3 separate regions of the Sus scrofa genome follow, and all the other regions are linked to region 2. Evidence: chromatin contacts called from public HiChIP or PLAC-seq data. All regions are on one chromosome and are shown on one strand. Each heading gives the region's core, a stretch centred on a gene start, on an enhancer-like site or on the middle of the called end of the contact. The rest is flanking DNA. Distances are from core to core; before and after follow the strand shown. Region 1 overlaps IGF2BP3 (insulin-like growth factor 2 mRNA-binding protein 3). Region 2 overlaps TRA2A (transformer 2 alpha homolog). Region 3 overlaps IGF2BP3 (insulin-like growth factor 2 mRNA-binding protein 3).

The links. HiChIP or PLAC-seq counts read pairs in DNA pulled down with a chosen protein or histone mark.
Region 1: a contact with region 2 is called in an H3K27ac HiChIP or PLAC-seq map of alveolar macrophages. The contact joins two enhancer-like sites. A contact is called at or near these places in 2 of 47 Hi-C or Micro-C datasets (embryonic fibroblasts and epiblast stem cells) and 1 of 2 datasets of contacts at active chromatin or transcription factors (alveolar macrophages).
Region 3: an H3K27ac HiChIP or PLAC-seq map of alveolar macrophages shows a contact between it and region 2. The contact joins two enhancer-like sites. A contact is called at or near these places in 1 of 47 Hi-C or Micro-C datasets (epiblast stem cells) and 1 of 2 datasets of contacts at active chromatin or transcription factors (alveolar macrophages).

What each region holds. Positions count from the first base shown.
Region 1 is chr9:92,130,606-92,134,445 of Sscrofa11.1, forward strand. The region is part of intron 10 of IGF2BP3 (insulin-like growth factor 2 mRNA-binding protein 3); the gene reads right to left. Among named protein-coding and RNA genes, the nearest start is that of MALSU1, 44 kb to the left of the region's middle. Within about 2 kb of position 2,251, at least 24 of the 83 cell types and tissues checked have an H3K27ac peak or open chromatin away from gene starts, as enhancers often do. A contact at or near this core is called in alveolar macrophages, where this site is marked.
Region 2 is chr9:92,316,161-92,319,631 of Sscrofa11.1, forward strand. All of the region lies in intron 1 of TRA2A (transformer 2 alpha homolog), which reads right to left. Among named protein-coding and RNA genes, the nearest start is that of TRA2A, 5.7 kb to the right of the region's middle. Within about 2 kb of position 1,626, at least 2 of the 83 cell types and tissues checked have an H3K27ac peak or open chromatin away from gene starts, as enhancers often do. A contact at or near this core is called in alveolar macrophages, where this site is marked.
Region 3 is chr9:92,186,004-92,189,616 of Sscrofa11.1, forward strand. All of the region lies in intron 3 of IGF2BP3 (insulin-like growth factor 2 mRNA-binding protein 3), which reads right to left. Among named protein-coding and RNA genes, the nearest start is that of IGF2BP3, 84 kb to the right of the region's middle. Within about 2 kb of position 2,063, at least 5 of the 83 cell types and tissues checked have an H3K27ac peak or open chromatin away from gene starts, as enhancers often do. A contact at or near this core is called in alveolar macrophages, where this site is marked.

The sequences.
Region 1 (3,840 bases), core at 1,001-3,500, 180 kb before region 2:
CTCAGCCATACAAAAGAACAAAATAATGCCATTTGCGAGAACATGGATGGAACTAGAGACTCTCATGCTAAGTGAAGTCTGTCAGAAAGAGAAAGACAAATACCATACATCACTTATATGTGGAATCTAATACACAGCACGAGTGAACATTTCCACAGAAAAGAAAGGCATAGATTTGGAGAACAGACCTGCAGTTACTAAGGGGGAAGGGGAGGGATGGACTGGGAGTCTGGGTTAATAGATTCAAACTATTGCATTTGGAGTAGATAAGCAATGAGATCCTGCTGTGTAGCACAGGAAACTGTATCTAGTCACTTGTGATGGAACATGATGGAGGATAATGTCAGAAAAAGAGTATGTTTGTATGACTTCATCACTTTGCTGGATAGTAGAAATTGACAGAACACTGTAAATCAACTATAATGGAAAAAATTAACATCATTAAAAAAATTTTTTTTAGAAAAAGTTAAAAAAAAAAAAAAAAAAAAAAAGACTAAGAAGCCAGAACAATGGGTTATGGACTCTTTTACCTGTGAACTTAAGTCTCTGAGATGAGCTTGAAAAAATTCACCATCATTTCCCTTTCGTGTTACACATTCTTTGCGTTTACGTTTTTGCTCAGCTGCATTACCCTGAACCCTTCTTCCTAAAGCTTCAGAGGTGAAAGGTATTCAGGACACAAGCTGCTTCTCAATGGATTTCGGCCAGATGCCTATCGGCAAAACTTCATTTGTGCTTCTTGGCACACTCTATGCTATAGAGCTTGAAATAACAGAACAAAGCTGCGCAACTGAAAGTTTGCATAACTGGTCTGCCAATGAGTAATTCCTAATCTTCTATCATGAGGAGATACAAGAATGAGCAAACAGTGAGGTTAAGTGTATTTACTTTGTGGGGAACAGAATTTAAGACACCACAAAGGCATGGAGACATGCATGCCAGCCAACAACACTAGCCTTCAGGAACCAGGCAGAATGCCAGGGTTTCCCTTTGGCTTGTAAAATCTACTCCTGGGAGTTTTTTGTTTTGTTTGTTTTCTTTTGTTTCAATGGATTTTGGATTGGAACTGGAATTGAGTTTATTCAACTTCATGACCTGAACAGAATTCTGAAGTCTTTAAAAAAAAAAAAAAGGTGGGGGGGATTTTTTTCTCCCCTCGTGGCTCAGCAGTTAGTGAACCCAACCAGCATCCATAGGACATGGGTTAGATCCCTGGCCTCGTTCAGTGGGTTAAGGATCTGGCGTTGCCGTGAGCTGTGGTGTAGGTCGCAGACACAGCTCGGATGCCATGTTGCTGTGGCTGTGGTGTAGGCCTGAGGTTACAGCTCCAATTGGACCCCTAGCCTGGGAACCTCCATATGCCATGGGTCTGGCCCTAAAAAGACCAAAAAAAAAAAAAGAAAAAATCCTCCCCTTAACTAAGTAACCAAGTCCTCTTAGAAATAATGTATGTATGCAATGGGTTATTTTGAAATTGTTTACCAACAAAAGAGCCACACCCACAGTAAGATATCCTAAAGAGTAGAATGAAAAGACTTCCTGAGTCATCTGATCTAACAATTCCTTTCAAATCATGAAATATTTTGTTTCTTAAAGAACACCACAAACCAGGTTAAGACCTAAGAAAAGTGTTCACCTTTCTTGCCTCTTGCCATAAGCAGAAAGTTGGCAATTTTAAGATTACACTATTGCTCTAGAGACTTGGGAAGACTCCAAAGATGCTATCAAAATTATGAAGACAACAGCACTTGAGCTAACTTCTGCCAACCCAACCATCAGCTGCGAAGACCAGCCAGCTATGGATGGTGTCGTGGGCTATGCCAATTCAACCCCTTGCTCTGCTCACTGGCTGCCAACTGCCTCTTCCCTACTGTTTGAACATTTCTGAAAAAAACATTTCCTGTCATTTATAAACTTGAAATTTGCCAATTAAGTACTGCATGAGCCAGCTGTGAGGCAGGAACTAGAGAGTTTTGTCTGTTGAAAGAATGAACTCTTTGACTCTATTGGAAAAATCAACCTGGCAGGTTCCAGGAAGAAGAGTATGTTTTAGGGGGAGGAACAGCACAGTTCTGAGATGGAAGGGATTTATCCAAGAACAACAAGATGCATCAATTCTACTTTCATGTTACAAAGCAGAAGTGAGAAAACATGAGTAGAAAAATGAAACAACTCTAAAAGGGGAAGCAGTACATAAAAACAGAGTCAGAGTCTTTAAACCATTTAGTCATCAAAACCCACTCCTTGCCTCAGGCCATATATATTTAAAGTGAAAGTAGAGATTTACTGCTAACCTACAGGCATCAGGAATAAAGACATTATCTTAGTAAGTAACCTGGCTTCTCTGTGAGAGCTTCTGATGAACAGTAAGCTGCTCAGCAGCAGCTGGAGATGCAATGGAGGAGTACTGTCACATGCTGACAGCAAACACTTGCCAACCTTGAATTTTCTAATCCAGTTTTTTAAATATAGGCAGACCTCAGAGACATTGTGGGTTCGGTTCAGCACTATCACATTAAAGCAACTACGGCATTTGCAGCATACGGAAGTTCCCCAGGCCAGGGGTCAAAGCTGCCAGCCTATGTCATAGCCACAGCAACTCAGGATCCAAGCTGTGTCTGCGACCTACACCACAGCTCACAGAAGTGCAGGATGCTGAACCCACTGACCAAGCCAGGGATCAAACCCACGTCATCATGGATCCTAGCTGGGTTCTTAAGCCACTAAGCCACAACGGGAACTCCATGAATAACTTTTTAAACACTTTCAACTTCAGCATAATTATAAAAAATAAATATGAATAGCATTTTATTTCTCTCTCTACTTGAAGCATTTTTAGGGAACAATGACATGTCTACATTTGATTTATGTGACAAAATGGAGCCTATAGTACTTCAAATAAACATCAAGCCAGGTGGAACATCTTTTGCTGTGAGCAGTAATTTCTTTAACCAGTGTTTCTTTAAGTTTAAATCAATATCAGTACTATTTTGGCTTCATTATTTTGCTTCATTCTTAGGGAAGATCCAAATAGATTTCCTAATTTTCAGCTAGGTTTTTGAGTTCAGTTTGCTTAAAGGCAAATACAGGAAGCAAATTTATTGATTTAAATTGGACCTCAAATTAGCCTACGTATAAAAACGGGCCCATACCTCCTATTCCAAACTCTCGCCTCCCCCCCCCAGAAAAGCCTAGAAGAATATATACTAAAATGTTAATGGTGAATTTTACCTTTAAGCATTTTTGTATAGTTTTAATACTTATAGTAAACATATCAGTTTTATTACCAAGAGGGAAAAAAAAACATTTTTTAAATAAAAAGGCAATTACTGTACGCACTGAAAATAAAAAAAAGCAAATATGGCAATAAAGTGAGTCGCACAAAATTTTTTATTTCCCAGGGCATATAACCTACTATAAATGTAGTTTAAGTGTGCAATAGTATTATGTCTTTAAAAATGCACATAACTCATTAAATATAATGCTATTGGGAAAATGGCACCAACAGATTTATTCAATGCAGGTTGCTGCTAACCTTGACTTTATTTAAAAAAAAAAAAAACTGTATTCTGTAAAAACTAGAAATATTTGATCTGAAAGAAGAGTTCTTAGAGCTAATCATCTAACTCCGTTTCTTCAGTGTATGAGTGAGAAAAGAAACCCAGAAGGAAAAAGGAGACTGACCCTCAGTGATACAGAGTCCCTAACAGACTGGCTGGCCCATCCTCCCTCAGGGCTTTTGCTCTTTCCCACCCCCACCCCCCTTAGCTCCAAGGTACAAACACATCAGCCCCCGCACATCACCTTTAGCTGTGGTGTAAAGCTTTAGCAAACATGAAT
Region 2 (3,471 bases), core at 376-2,875:
ATGAAATAATTTGAACTTTCTCCAGGGAAATTCATACAGCTAATCAGAATTTAGAAAAAGAACTGAAACTGCAAACAGAAAGATAAACTGAAATATTGAGAAGGGGTGTTATCTCTCCTGTTTCTGTAGACACTACACTTAACCTGCTCTTAAAGCTGTCCAGTCAAGGAGTTTAGCAAATTCCTCAGTACCCTCCATTTGGATGCACCAACCATTAAAAATAGTGTTTACCTGACATAGATTAATGATTCACCCAAATCATGCCAGAAATTTCAACAGAAACATAGTTCGACAGGCTTCCAGTCTACCTTACCTACTATAAACCATGAGCCTGGCAGAAAATTCTCACAGTACAACCTGCTTAGTGTCCATTTGTTCTGTAAACTATTCTCTATCAATTAGAAGGCTGTAGTGGTAGCCGAAGGACATAGCCAAAAACAAAGAGGAGCTAACAATGAGTACTCAGAAAGTATTACAGAGACTCCCCACTTCCCTTAGATTATAAAAATTTAGCCCACCTAATCCTTGGGGAAGAGCCTCCTTGTCTGCCTGCCTGAATCTCCCACAAGCATCTATCTTAATAAATCTATTTCTTGCTTATCAAAAAAAGAAAGTACTATAGAGTATCGAATACAAGCAGCTTAAAAACTATTTTTCTTTTCTGTATTAAAATAGTTGTATTTTATACACTGTAAATAACCTCACTAACAATGTACTATTTTTTTAATCATGAAAAAAGCTGACTAAATATGCACATGCTGCTGCAGAACATGAGAACAATTCTAACAGCAAACACTAATTGCAATGTCACTTAATACAGCTAATAGTTAGAGATGGAAAAAAAATCCAAGTAAAATCCATTAAAATAAACCTATATAAATGCTACACTGTGACCCTAATATTATGGCAAAGCAAATTCTGTCCCAAGTACCAGGTTTACACAAATCCAAGTCTATATGAATATAGCATAAGCTTTTTTCTAAAAAAAAAAAAAAAAACAAAAACAAAAAAAAACGGATTTTTTTTTTTTAGCATAAGCTTTTAATACAAATTTTTTCAAAATATATTTTCCCACTCCTTGGTGAAATTAGAGATTTCCATAGAAATCATCTAGTGTATTTACGTAAATTGTATTTTTTTTGGGGGGGTACTTAAATTATCCAAATAACTATAATATTTATTGTACCAAGAACTTCATTCTTTAGGACTTGTGGGAAACCTTCTGTGTTACTCAATTCTTTCATTTTATATGGTGCTTCTTTTTCAGACTCTCAGGTTTACAAAAGAAATACTCTTACTCTCTAACTCCAATTGCTCATTAACATTAGCTATTTTTATTTAGTCTTTTTAGGGCTGCACCTGCAGCATATGGAAGTTCCCAGGCTAGGGGCTGAACTGGAGCTGCAGCTGTTGGCCTACACCACAGCTACAGCAACACCAGATCCCAGCTAGATCTTTGACCTATACCACAGCTGGTAGCAACGCAAGACCCTTAACCCACTGAGCCACAACCACAACACCCTCATTAGCGTTATTTATTTTTAGGACTGCACCCATGGCACATGGAAGTTCCCAGTTAATCGGAGCTACCACTGCCAGCCTATGCCAGATCTGAGCTGCATACGCAACCTAAACTGCAACTGGCAGCAACTCCAGATGACCCTTAACCCACTGAGTGGGGCCAAGGATTGAGCCTGCATCCTCACGGATACTAGTCGGGTTCACTACGAGCCACAACGGGAACTCCTCATTAACTATTTTTAAGTGATAATTTCCCTTCTCTTAAAAGTCATACCAGCATGCTGCATTCTAAGTGAGATTAAAGTCTTTGTATCAAAAAAGACTCACAGATACTCTAACTTGTATGTTTTTTGTGTAACATATTATTTAGAAATTGGCATTTATACATATATAATCAAATTTAAATTCATGTTACAACTATTAAATTACCTATAAAATTTACAAATCTTCTGTACTAATTTCAAACATGGTTCATAAAATGACCAGCTTATATGCTGTGATCAATTGTAACTCCAAAAAGCTCGTGTCTAAGTGGCAATTTCGAAGGCATAGAAAACTAGTGTAAAAGGACTTAAAGTGGTTTAGCTATATTAGAAACTAAGAGCAACTAAAAACTAAGAACCTTTTACAGAAGTGCCATGGAGTATTTACAAATCTTGAATAAGCAAGATTACAGGACCTCAGTTTTAAGGGAAAAAAACAAGGATAACTGTTCTTCTACCTCACACTGGTCAGGCCTAGTCACTCACACATTTAGTGAAAATCATGAGTTCATAAGGATTATACAAAACTATAAATGGAAGTAACTTAAATGAGGTAGGAAAAAACCACATTTCCTTTTGTTCTTTTCAACTTGTTTTATTTATTTATTTATGTCTTTTTGTCTTTTCTAGGGCCACACCAGTGGCATATGGAGGTTCCCAGGCTAGGGGTCAAATCGGAGCTGTAGTCGCTGGCCTACACCACAGTCACAGCCATGTCAGATCCCAGCTGTGTCTTCGACCTACACCACAGCTCATGGCAACAACGGATCCTTAACCCCCTGAGTGAGGCCAGGGATCGAACCCGAAACCTCTTGGTTCCTAGTCAGATTCGTTAACCACTGAGCTATGATGGGAACTCAAACTTTTTTTTTTTTAAACAGTGTCTATTGATTCTTTTCCCCATCTGATCATTACCATTTTTTCACTTCCACTCTTTCCTACTAAATCTGTTAGGACATGTGAACAAATAATCAGATTCACTCACTGTTTGTGGTCCCTAGGTTAGTTACTTGATGCCTGAATACCCGCTAATGCTATCAAAGAGGTTTTCACTGTTCACAAGTTCTAAAACACTATTATGCTGATTATTCATGACCATTTCACACTTGTTATACTACAAATGTTATATCATGAGTAAATAACTTCAGTTCATTTACAAAACTAAGTCCATGAACAATGTTTACCTGTATTTTTTAATGACTCTCATTCCTAAATATTTAAATCTCTTGATATTCTTTCAGATCTCAAAACAACTTAAACTTATTTTAGGAATGGTACAAATCATAAGAAGGATCTATGACAAATCTATAAAATTACAGTTAGGCATCGTGGATACAATTAGTTGCAGAGCTCCTTTAAAAAATCCCACTTTCTGCTTAGATTGAGCAAATTACTACCCCTCAGTGAGAGAATCTCGTATATAAAAATCTTCCCCCATTTCTGCTATTCTTTAACAAGCTATCTTAATACACACAAATTTAAATTCCAAATCAAAACAGCCAAATTTGTGTTTTGCTCTTTATTTTTATCATACGATTAATCATTTCATATATTAAGAGGGGAACACTGGGAGTCTGTTTTATAATATTCCAGGTATTCAAGAAGCCAGAACAAGCTCTGAATAAAGGAGGAAAGAATAAGGACTATCTTTCCTCTTTATCCTACAAAGCACAGACAATTGTGGAAT
Region 3 (3,613 bases), core at 813-3,312, 130 kb before region 2:
ATGCCATGAGCTATGGTGGAGGTGGCAGACACTGTTCAGATCCCACGCTGTGTGGCTGTGGTGTAGACCAGCAGCTGTAGCTCTGATTCAACCCCTAGCCTGGGAACTTCCATATGCCTCAGGTATGGCCCTAAAAAGACCAAAATAAAATAAGCTTCATACCAACTCTGGAGGTCCAAGTGGGTCCCCACAAAAGCATGCACCTGTACAGAGACCTGCACATAAATGCCCATATTGCCTTGATTTGCAGTAGTCAACACAGGAAGCAAGTCAAATGTCTATCAGCAGATGAACAGACCAAGGAATTGTGGTATATCCACACAATGGAAGACTACTCAGCTATAAAAAGGAATGAGATATTGATTCACATAACATGAGTGGAACTTAAGTCATGCTGACTGAATAAAGTCAGACCAAAAGAGTATCTATTATATTACACCTTATATAAATCTCTAAAAATGCAAACAAATGTATAGTGTAAGAAAACATAGCAGTAGTTGCTTGAGGATAGAGGGAGGAAGGACTAGAAAAGAATATAAGGAAACTTTGGGGCAGTAATATTTATGCTCTTTTTTTTTTTAAATTGTGATGGTTCACAGATATATACTTACATCAAAACTTTTCAAAGTGTACACTTTAAAAATACTAGTGTAGGAGTTCCCGTCGTGGCTCAATGGTTAACGAATCCAACTAGGAACCATGAGGTTGCGGGTTCGATCCCTGGCCTCGATCAGTGGGTTAAGGATCCAGCGTTGCCGTGAGCTGTGGTGTAGGTTATAGACTCAGCTTGGATCCTGTGTTGCTGTGGCTGTGGCGTAGGCTGGCGGCTGCAGCTCCGTTTTGACCTCTAGCCTGGGAACCTCCATATGCCACAGAGTGGCCCAAGAAATGGCAAAAAGAAAAATGAAAAAATAAATAAATAAATAAAAATACTAGTGTAATTTTTTGTATCGTCATTATACCTCAATAAAGTTGTCAAAGAAAAGATTTACTAACATGGCTTAAACTGTCATAAATTAATAAGAAAAGGAAAATTACTCTCAATGTTTGACATGAGAAAAAGTTCTAAAGTTTAGGATGGAAAAACAAAAGAAGGAAATTATATGCAATAGGATTGGCACTTTTTTTAAAATCATAAGTCTATACAAATGGAAGAAACAAATCAGATGACTTACCTTTAATCTTGACCCATTTTAACTATTGTTTGCCCAACAACTTCAAAAAGTATTATCAGATGCACAGAGGAAAGGGGCCATGAACAAAACTGATAGCCAAAAATGCTTAGTATGCATTTTTAAAAAATCACTATTGTTCATCTGAGTGTTTTTTTTTTTTTTTTTTGTCTTTTGTTGTTGTTGTTGTTGCTATTTCTTGGGCCGCTCCCGCGGCATATGGAGATTCCCAGGCTAGGGGTCCAATCGGAGCTGTAGCCACTGGCCTACGCCAGAGCCACAGCAACGCGGGATCCGAGCCGCGTCTGCAACCTACACCACAGCTCACGGCAACGCCAGATCGTTAACCCACTGAGCAAGGGCAGGGACCGAACCCGCAACCTCATGGTTCCTAGTCGGATTCGTTAACCACTGCGCCACGACGGGAACTCCACTATTGTTCAAAGTTAGGTAAATATCCAACTGAAACAATCATGCTAGTTTTTGCAGGTAAAATTGGCCAAGATTATAAATTATTTTTATAGGAATTACTCGAGAGAGGATATAGGTGAACCAACAGTCTCATATATTAGTGGGAAAAGTAAAAAGAAGCTCAAAATTTCTACGAAAGTTTTCTACCATCAGATGGCCTTAAAAAAAAAAAAAAAAAATCACACTCTGTCCCTTGACTGACTAGGACATGAAGGACAAAGCCACGGATCCAGAGGCAAGCAAAAAGTACCATGCAACTGGTGCAAACCACCACACTCCTATCAGGAGTAGCTAGTTGGAAGATTCAGGAAGCAGGCAACCCCCTCAAACCCAACATCCCACCCATTCTTGCATGCTAGGCCGGCAGCTATAGTTTCAATTCCTCCAATTTGACCTAGCCTGGGAACTTCCACATGCTTTGAGTTTGGCCCTATAAAGCAAAAGACAAATTGAGCTAATCACACAATCTGTAAGCACACAGTCATCCTTACCCCTTCCCTCTTTCATGACTGTAAACAGCACACAGATACCAAGCCACAATTTTATAGTGCACAGGACTCTACTTTTTGGAAAGAAGCCTAAAAAACTTCACAGCTGTTCGCCACTTTCCTTTTTTCAATCTCAATTTTTTGGCTATTGACATAAGATATGTCACCCACATACAGAGGGCAAGAATCTCAACACTTTCACTTTCCAGGGGCTGCAAGGATGGCTCTGACAGTGATGGGCTTTTAAAAACACTCAGACATTCTGACCTAATACTGGAAGCCCATGTATTAGGCTTTTAAAGCCTGCACTTTAAACTTCTTCAGAACTGAGCTCCTCACAAAACACACAACTGGAAATTGTGTTATAATAACCAACCAACTACAGAAGCCTTCCTTAGAATCAAATACATCCCCAAAGCAAGGCAGAATAAGAGACAACTGCTCCTTTAACAGTTAAAAACAAAAAAACTTTTCTGTAGGTACAAGTAAAATAAAAACAGCAAACACAACTGTCTGTAGCAAAGCCCCATCCATACTGTGGTTATCTAAATTATAACATATAAAAAGGTAGAATAATATAATCAAGATGAGTCAGAACTTAAGGGGAGAAGAAGGAGTGTTACTGATTTCAAATGTGAATGTCCATTATCCACCTTTTTTTCTTCTCTTTTCTTTTTAGGGCCACCCAGAGCATATCAAAGTTCCCAGGCTAGGGAGCGAATCAGAGCTGTAGCCGCCAGCTGTGCCACAACTACAGCCACAGCCACGCCAGATCCAAGCTGCATCTTTGACCTACACCACAGCTCACAGCAACACCAGATCCTTAACCCACTGAACCAGGCCAGGGATCAAACCTGAATCCTCAAGGATACTAGTCAGATTTATTTTTACTGAGCCACACTGGGAACTCCCATTATCCACCCCTTCTAACTCTTACTCTCAAATGCATTTAAGAAGTAAGTACACTGCCAAGCACCTGAAAACAAAGCTAAAAATCACAGTAAATCTCATTAATGACCATTCTAGGATACATTCATGACATGAATTACAGGGCACTGAGATTAAAATGCACAATACTGGTGTTGTCTGCTGCACACCATCTGCTGCCCCACAAAAACAGAGTATTCAACTCCAGAAATGATCTGGGGTAAAAATATACCAAAAGGAAAAAAAATGCTCTTCTCTACATTCACAGTTGCTCTCTGATTGTAAGCTGGCCAAGTCTGCCTACAGTACCGCAGAGGTGGCCAAAAAGAAAGCAGACCTGCAGCACCTTCCTCACTGATTTGTGAAGAGTTCCCAATGCCTGGCTAAGCCTCAGATGAGGAAGGCAACACTGGAAGTGAACTTGTCAGAGTCCCAGAGAACACAAGGCTCAGCTGAAGAAAAAGCTGATTCAGTAAGTGGTGCTCTTACAACTGGAAAAACCACTTTGGAGGGAAAATCCAAGGACTGTTAAACTAGCTCACACTTTAGATCAAC